Linked DNA regions of Mus musculus: region 1 is linked to region 2. Evidence: chromatin contacts called from public Hi-C data. All regions are on one chromosome and are shown on one strand. Each heading gives the region's core, a stretch centred on a gene start, on an enhancer-like site or on the middle of the called end of the contact. The rest is flanking DNA. Distances are from core to core; before and after follow the strand shown.

Region 1 (3,558 bases), core at 1,013-3,512, 230 kb before region 2:
GTGCGTACGCCCCTGGGGTCAAGATTGCCTGGGGTTACGATCGGATTTCTACCATTGTGACACGGAGGTTGGGAACGTGCAGGGAATGGGTGGGAGGGTCCCTTGCCCTTGTAAAGTTGGAGCGAGGAGGCAGGACCCACCTTTCCAGGAGCTCACAGCCTGGACTCGGGTACGCCCCATTGCCCGGAGAGCCAGGCCGCCAAGGAGAGCCAAGTTGGGGCGCACACCGCCCGCCGGAGCTGGAGCGCAGGTCCCTGAGAAGGTACATGGGATACCTTGGGTCCAAGGCTGAGAACTCACCTGCTGCCGAGCCCGCGCAGTTCCAGGGCTGTGGATCACGCTGTTCACCCCGTCTTCCGCGCCTCCTCCTCCCGCAGCTGCTGAGCGCGCGGATCCAGAGCCTTGCTCCGGGGCAGGATGCTCCGGGCTCCAACAGCGCCACAGGGTAGGAGCTTCCAGAGCGAGCGCTCCCCGCCCCCCTCCCAGCCTCTTGCTCCCGCCTCGCTCCGCTCTAGCCTAGCCAAGTTCAGGACTGGAAGCTGCCAGCTTCCCCTTGCGCAACCTGGCTCACCCCGGCCGCAGCTGCCCCTAGTAGCAGCCGCTGTGCTAAGTAGCCGCTCGCGCCCTGCGGCTGCATCAATACGCAGGGACCGCGCAGCGAGCTCAGTGAGGGTCGTGAGGGGGAATTTATTTCTTAATGTCCCTGCTTTATCCTATCACCGCTGAAACGAATTAGTGGTGACGTCCAACCGGCTGGTTTATGGGCGTGGGGAGGGAGACGTCGCAACCCTCATTAAAAGGGCCGCTCTGGGCTTGGAAGCATACATCTTTTATGTAACCTAATTTCCATTTTTTTCTATCAGAAAAAAAAAAATCAACACATACACAGACAATGAAGAAATTGGGGACCCTAAAGGGGACTGGATGTAGTGACCACAGCGGGGAGAGAGGCTCTTTTGGGCAGAGGAAGATCTAGCTGAGGCAGGTGGTTGTCTCTATCCTACCTGGTGGAAAGATTCCTTAATGGGACAACTAGAGCATAGCCCCTCAGGGCAGGGCAGGAAGCCCCTCACGGAGCCAGCAGAAACCAGCCTGGAATACGGTTCTGGTTCTTGGGTGGGCAGACGTTCTGGAAAGGATGCCTGATTCTGTTCTTTTTTTTTTTTTTTTTCCCTCCCCGGAGCAGAGTGTATGCATGGCATCTGAGAGGGGTGTGAACCCTCCCTGGGGGTCTTTATTCCCCTATGGCTGGGAGACCCCCAGTGCCAGGAGAGGCCAGGAGCTAGGCTGGAGGAGGGGCAGACTCAGAGAACTCCTTTTCTTCCTTTCTTAGGGGCTCTAACATATGGGTAACCATATAAACCCGTCTTCAAAGCTGTTTCTTCCTGGACAGATTGCACAGGCGGTTTTGCATTTAGCTGTCGCTGTTGCTCACATACTCTTGGGGTAAAAGTGTGTGTGTGTGTGTGTGTGTGTGTGTGTGTCGGGGTTGGGGGTGGGGGTGTTGGACTTAAGGAAGGGGAGGATTCAGACCCAAACAACAGACTCACACACACCCAGGCACCTGGCTGCTATCTTTGTCTTCCCGTGGAAGGCACCGCACACCCAGAGTACGATCTGCACGGGTCAAGGGCCAGGCTGCCCCTCCCTGTCTCTCATAAATAGTCTTCAGATATCTTACATGGCAAGTCTGAGGAAAAGGGGTGTAACCTTGAGGGGGGGTTCAGGAAGAAGACTGAGGGGGTGGGGGGAGGAGGGGAACATAAGAAAAAGCTGGTGGGGGTGTGAAGAGGCCGTGCCCAGGGAGGGCCTGAGAGATTCCATCGGCCTCCAGGGCTCTGCCACTTCCTGACTGGGTGTGCCAAGTCTGAAGCCTGCTTCCTGAGCCTGCTGTGGGTCTTGGGGCTGTGGCAAGGCTGGTTTGGTCAAAGGATGGTGGTGATGCTCTCAGTTTAGTGTCTGGCATACAGTAACCCATTGTGAGAAAAACAGCCATCCATGTGACTCCCACAAGGACCAGCTATACGTCCACGAGTGTCCCATAAGAAGAGGTTGGAGAGAGTCCTTGCAGCCTGGGCCCAGCTTATGCCTGATCCCTTTCAAAGTTAAGCATTGGGCTTCCATGGTGTTGGGTCTCCACACTGCTCCTTCAATTACCATGGCAACTAGGGAAAAAAATCAGGAAGCCAGGAAGGGAGGCTGCTTCTCCACTGGGCTGGCAGTTCACCTGCTCCAGAGCCTCGCTTGCTCGCTCGCTCCTGCGCCTGCCTGCTGTGTAGGAGTTGGGGCGGTAGAGGTATACAGAGCGAGCAGTCTTCTATCCTGGCTGTGAGGACGAAGGGTGGTCAGTAGGGAAGGCAGAGCTATGACATGTGGGGTCAGGGCCAAAGCTGGGCTGTGCCTGTAGCAGCAGAGTTGGCCTCTTGGGGGAGGAGGGGACAGAAATCCCTTTGCTCCCAGTTCTGTCCTCCTTGCTAGGCGTTCTGGTACAAGTGTTGTGAAGCAGGACCGAGAGGTTCTGGGACCCTGCTGGAAGGACAGATCCTGAGCCCAGAAGAGGCGCCTGCTACCATGAGGAGTCGTGTGCGTGTGCGTGTGCGTGTGCGTGTGCGTGTGCGTGTGTGTGTGTGTGTGTGTGTGTGTGTGTATTTGGGAGGAGGGGAGATACAGAGGAATAGAGACAGAAATAGATGTAGGTATTTATACAAGAGACAGAGATAGTGCCCCAGACAGATAGACAGACAGACACAGACACACTCACACTCATTTTCACAGGTTAAGGAGATTAGGGTGTAGAACAGCTACTGTGTTAGAAAGGAGCACAGTCCTCGCTTCACGCTCGCTCTCATTTTTCTGGTTTGGAGCCAAGCCCTCTACAGATACACAGCTCGTTGGATTGTCACCAACACGACAAGAAGTGGCTCCCTTCCTCACTCCTGCTTGATGGAGGGGACATCAGAGGAGGCTCTGGAAACAGTCTCCTCTACCTCCCTAAGTAGAGGACGAGGAAGTGGGATATAAGAGGAAGTAGATCCTGGCTAGGGGAGGGGGGCGTGGCTCAGAGGTAGCAATCTCTGATGGGCAGGAACATCTAGGTTCCATCTCCAACTCTAATAGTAAACAAAAGACAGGGCTCAAGTCCCAGTGCACCAAAGTGTCTACTGTCTTGTAGAGAAGGGGAGACAAATGAAGTCAAAGCCACCATGCTGAGGGTGTCAGAAGGGAAGGGGTGGCTCTCTGGGTTGGGAGCATCTTCACTAATGTTAGGAACTAGTTTCCCCAAGAAGGACAGAGAAAAGACCAGAGGCTTTTGCCGTTGACTTGGTGGCTCTGGGCAGGATATAGCAACAGTCCCCCAAAATGCTTTTTGGGAATGGCGGTTTACATGATGTCGTGGTTTAGGTCTACCGCATGAAGCCTTGTGCACGTCAGGATAGGTGGTGAGGATGTAGCCTTTCTCAGTCTGAGAGGATGGAGCTCACTCGGGTACATCCAGACCTCTGCTCCAGAGACACCACAGAAACAGCTACCATGGGGCCTCGTCCTAAATCCCTGCGT
Region 2 (3,434 bases), core at 505-3,004:
GATCAAATTTGGAATGTAGCTCTGTTTCCCAATTAGATACTCCAAGTTCACCAGTAATCTGTGTTGAAGATATGGTTGACACACTATGAAACATAGTTCTCTATAAATTCCTAGAGAATCCCAGGGTATGTGGCTCAGTTGGTAAAGCAATTTGTCTAGCATATACCAAGCTATGGGTTTGGTCCCCAGCACCACACAAACCAGATGTGGTGATGCACGTTTGTGATCCCCAGACTCTGGAGGTGGAGGCAGGATATCAAGAGTTCAAGGTCATCTTTGGCAACATAGTGAGTTGAAGGCCAGCCTAGGCTATGTGAGAGCCAGTCTCAAAAAAATGTTCCTAGAAATGAAAATGTATATGCAAATGACATATATAATGTATATATTGTGAAGATACACGCTTGAAACTTATGTGATAGGCCAAAGCCCAGGTTTGAGAGAGGGGTAAATTAAATTGCTGTTTCTTCCCTGTTAGTTGGGGCTTTTGATTGAAGGGAATTGCAGAAGAAAGATGGAAGAGGGTGGGGCTGAGTGGAAGTTCCCAGATAGCTTCTGCAAGGACTGGAAACTGTCTCCCTAGAAGCTTTAGGAATAACTGGGTCATACTCAACTGCATTTGTGGCAGGCCACCAGCAAGAAGCCTCATATCCCTGGGTTATCGAGGACACACCCTGGTCCCACACTGGGGTTCACTGGGTCCTCACCCAAGGGGCCACTCAAAGCCACACCCGAATTTCACTTCCTGGGTATGGGTTGCTAGGCAGTGCCTCTCCCTGATACCAAGAGTCCATCCAGGGTCTTCCTCTCTTCCTCCTGGAACAGCTAAGCCCCATCACTAGTAGCTGTGGCTTTCTACAGCTTGGACCCTGGTTTGGATGCACACAGCTGCCTTTCTAATCAGCTCATGGACATGGAGGTCTCCATCCTGCTGGAAGGTCATGTCTGAGCAGTTCTTTATGAACCTCCGAGCTAATGCCTAGATATGAGAAGAGACTGGAGAGGGTGTGTTTTCTGTGTGTCATGTTCATGGAGGCTGTGCATGTGTGTGTGTGTGTGTGTGTGTGTGTGTGCATGCACATGTGCACATACTTAGATGCTACAGGGAGGTGAAAGCCAGTATCCACCCTGAGGGTAGAGCTTTGACAGGAGGTGTTGGCTCTGAGTGGCAGTGTGTGGAGCTGAACCTGCAGGAAGTTCAGAACAAGGGAGTGGGAACTGCCACACCAAGGAATGCCAGAGGCTGAGCAGTGAGCTACAGACACAATTCACTTGCAGAAGGAATGATAATGCCCATTATTTGCCCTCCCAACAGTTCATGCACTCAGAAAGCAACTCAGTAAGAGCTGGGTGTGTTGACCTGGATGTTGGTTCTACCTCAGTCTGTCAGCCTTACAGCGGTGTAAGAGATGACCACACACACACACACACACACACACACACACTTGCTCCTATTTCTCAAAAGCACCCATCCCAAAAGGAAATTAGTCAGCTGTCAAATACAAAAAACATTCCAGCTTACAGTCTTCTCTGGGCGTCTAGCTAGAGGCTGATCTCGGATACAAACAGTGCTGCCTGGACCTTACCCTATAGAAAGATCCACAAGTCCGTACCCTAACGTGGATGCCCTACACAGCACCCACCCACACCTCCATCCCCATCTCTCTGAGTACGTGCAGACCTGGGTTAGGGCCTGGGCCTTGCAGGCACTGGGGCCTGGCATCCAGGCTTCCTGCTCTTCCTGCAGCCCCATGATTAGTGACTAATCTTATTTTTTGTTGTTCCCTACCCTATAAATCAGTTACAGAGCAAATATTTACACAGCCTGTCATTTCCGATTGAGCTGAGACTCATGACAACCTTCGTTATTAGAAAGGATGGCTGATTTGGGGCAGATTTCGCTAGGCATCTGGCTAGATGCTTTCTGCTATGTTCCCCCTTTCCTCCCTCTGTCTGAAGAAAAAAAAAAAAGACCATTTCTAAGATAGATTGGTTCAGAGGTCTCTGCTCACCGTCTCCCTGGGGCTGGTGAGACAAGGCCAGGCTTCCGTCAGCCCAACAAATGATGCTCTCCCTAGAGAAAGGACCAGGCTTCTTCACACTCCTCCTTGGCTTCACTTGGGGGTCAGAGAATGGAGCAGAGCATCAACTTACTAATACCAGAAACTGGAAGGAAGATGATGGGGGCGGGAGGGAGGACTGGGAAAAGCAAATAGCATGGCTTCCAGCCCCTGCTTTTGTGCAGAGAATTATGTATATGAAAACATCAAATCCTCTTCATTTTCAAGATGGGGACTCGTCTCTAGGTGAGCAAACAAGATGTCAGAGAGGCTATGCTACTTGATGGAGGTCACACAGTACAGAAGTGCTGGGGGTGGGATTTGAACACGGTTCTGCCTAGCTCCAAAGCTCTTTGTTCCAATATATATCACAGCCATGCTATAGAGTTAGATTTGTTTGGAACTCCTGGCAAGAGAGGACTCACGATGCTCAGACAGTGCCCTGGGTCCACGCTCTAAGCAAGCACAACACTGACACTACCTTGCTGAGGTGAGAACCAGCAAAGACCATTCCCCACCCAAGCCAACTGGAACTGCTTATTTGAGTTAGATGGCTATTTTACTCCCTGTAGACCATTCCCCCATGGCACCTCCCTTTTCTCCTCAAGAAGAAAATGAAGTTAGAACTGGGCAAATGGCTCAGTCGGAGAAGTGTTCACCATGCAAGCACGAGGACCTGAGTGTGAATCCCGAGTTCCCATGTAATCCCAGTGTGGAAGAGGCAGAGAGAAGAGCACCTCTGGGATTTCCTGGCCAGCCAATCTAGCTGAGCTGCCAGGCACTGACCAGTGAGAGACACCGTCTCCGACCAATACACATGCTTAGAAATGACACCCAAGGCTGTCACCCTTATGTGCACCTGCACACACACAAACGAATCCAGAAGAGGCTGGGTGTGCCCACCAGGTCTAACCAGTGGCATTTTATCCGGCAGTTCTGTGGATTCCATCAGAACCCACAAGGCAGTAAGCAGCCTTTCCCAGACACCAGCGGCTGGGGGTACTCAATTCACGCAGAGATGTTGGTTGGACTCCTGGAACCAGCCAACTAAGTCCACTGGGCTCAGCTCCTCATCTATAAATTGTGGGGTGTGGGTCCGCATCCCACTCTGCAGCTGGGGTGTGGGACACACACTGGGGAGGTGAAACTCGGGGAGCACTTGACTGCATCTCCCTGTCCCGTCACCCGCCATCAGGTGCTGGGCTTTAGGGAAGTCCCAAGACACCGCTCGCTCGGGGGTGGGGGAGAGACACAGCAGTTGTCTGAAAGTGCAGAGAGGCCCTCTACAGGAGACTTAGGCTGCAGCTCTGTAGGCAAAACCTTCTCCATGCTACGCATAGAGAAGACACAGTTCATGTTTATCCATATCATTTATTG

What was found. A called contact is a pair of places that touch in the nucleus more often than the background predicts.
Region 1: a contact with region 2 is called in a Hi-C map of the N1E-115 cell line, with 7 times the contacts expected there. The contact joins two enhancer-like sites. A contact is called at or near these places in 2 of 39 promoter capture datasets (the C10 cell line and hippocampal neurons), 2 of 15 datasets of contacts at CTCF or cohesin (embryonic stem cells and stem cell-derived epiblast-like cells), 134 of 484 Hi-C or Micro-C datasets (B cells, the BV-2 cell line, the Ba/F3 cell line and 67 more), 20 of 115 datasets of contacts at active chromatin or transcription factors (SST interneurons, astrocytes, a beta-TC-6 cell line and 13 more) and 3 of 9 other capture datasets (adipose tissue, embryonic stem cells and embryonic tail).

Annotation. Positions count from the first base shown.
Region 1 is chr5:117,839,020-117,842,577 of GRCm38.p6, reverse strand. No RefSeq gene overlaps it. Among named protein-coding and RNA genes, the nearest start is that of Nos1, 26 kb to the left of the region's middle. Within about 2 kb of position 2,262, at least 19 of the 459 cell types and tissues checked have an H3K27ac peak or open chromatin away from gene starts, as enhancers often do. A contact at or near this core is called in the N1E-115 cell line, where this site is marked.
Region 2 is chr5:117,604,256-117,607,689 of GRCm38.p6, reverse strand. The region is part of intron 4 of Ksr2 (kinase suppressor of ras 2); the gene reads right to left. Among named protein-coding and RNA genes, the nearest start is that of Gm42013, 120 kb to the right of the region's middle. Within about 2 kb of position 1,754, at least 6 of the 459 cell types and tissues checked have an H3K27ac peak or open chromatin away from gene starts, as enhancers often do. A contact at or near this core is called in the N1E-115 cell line, where this site is marked.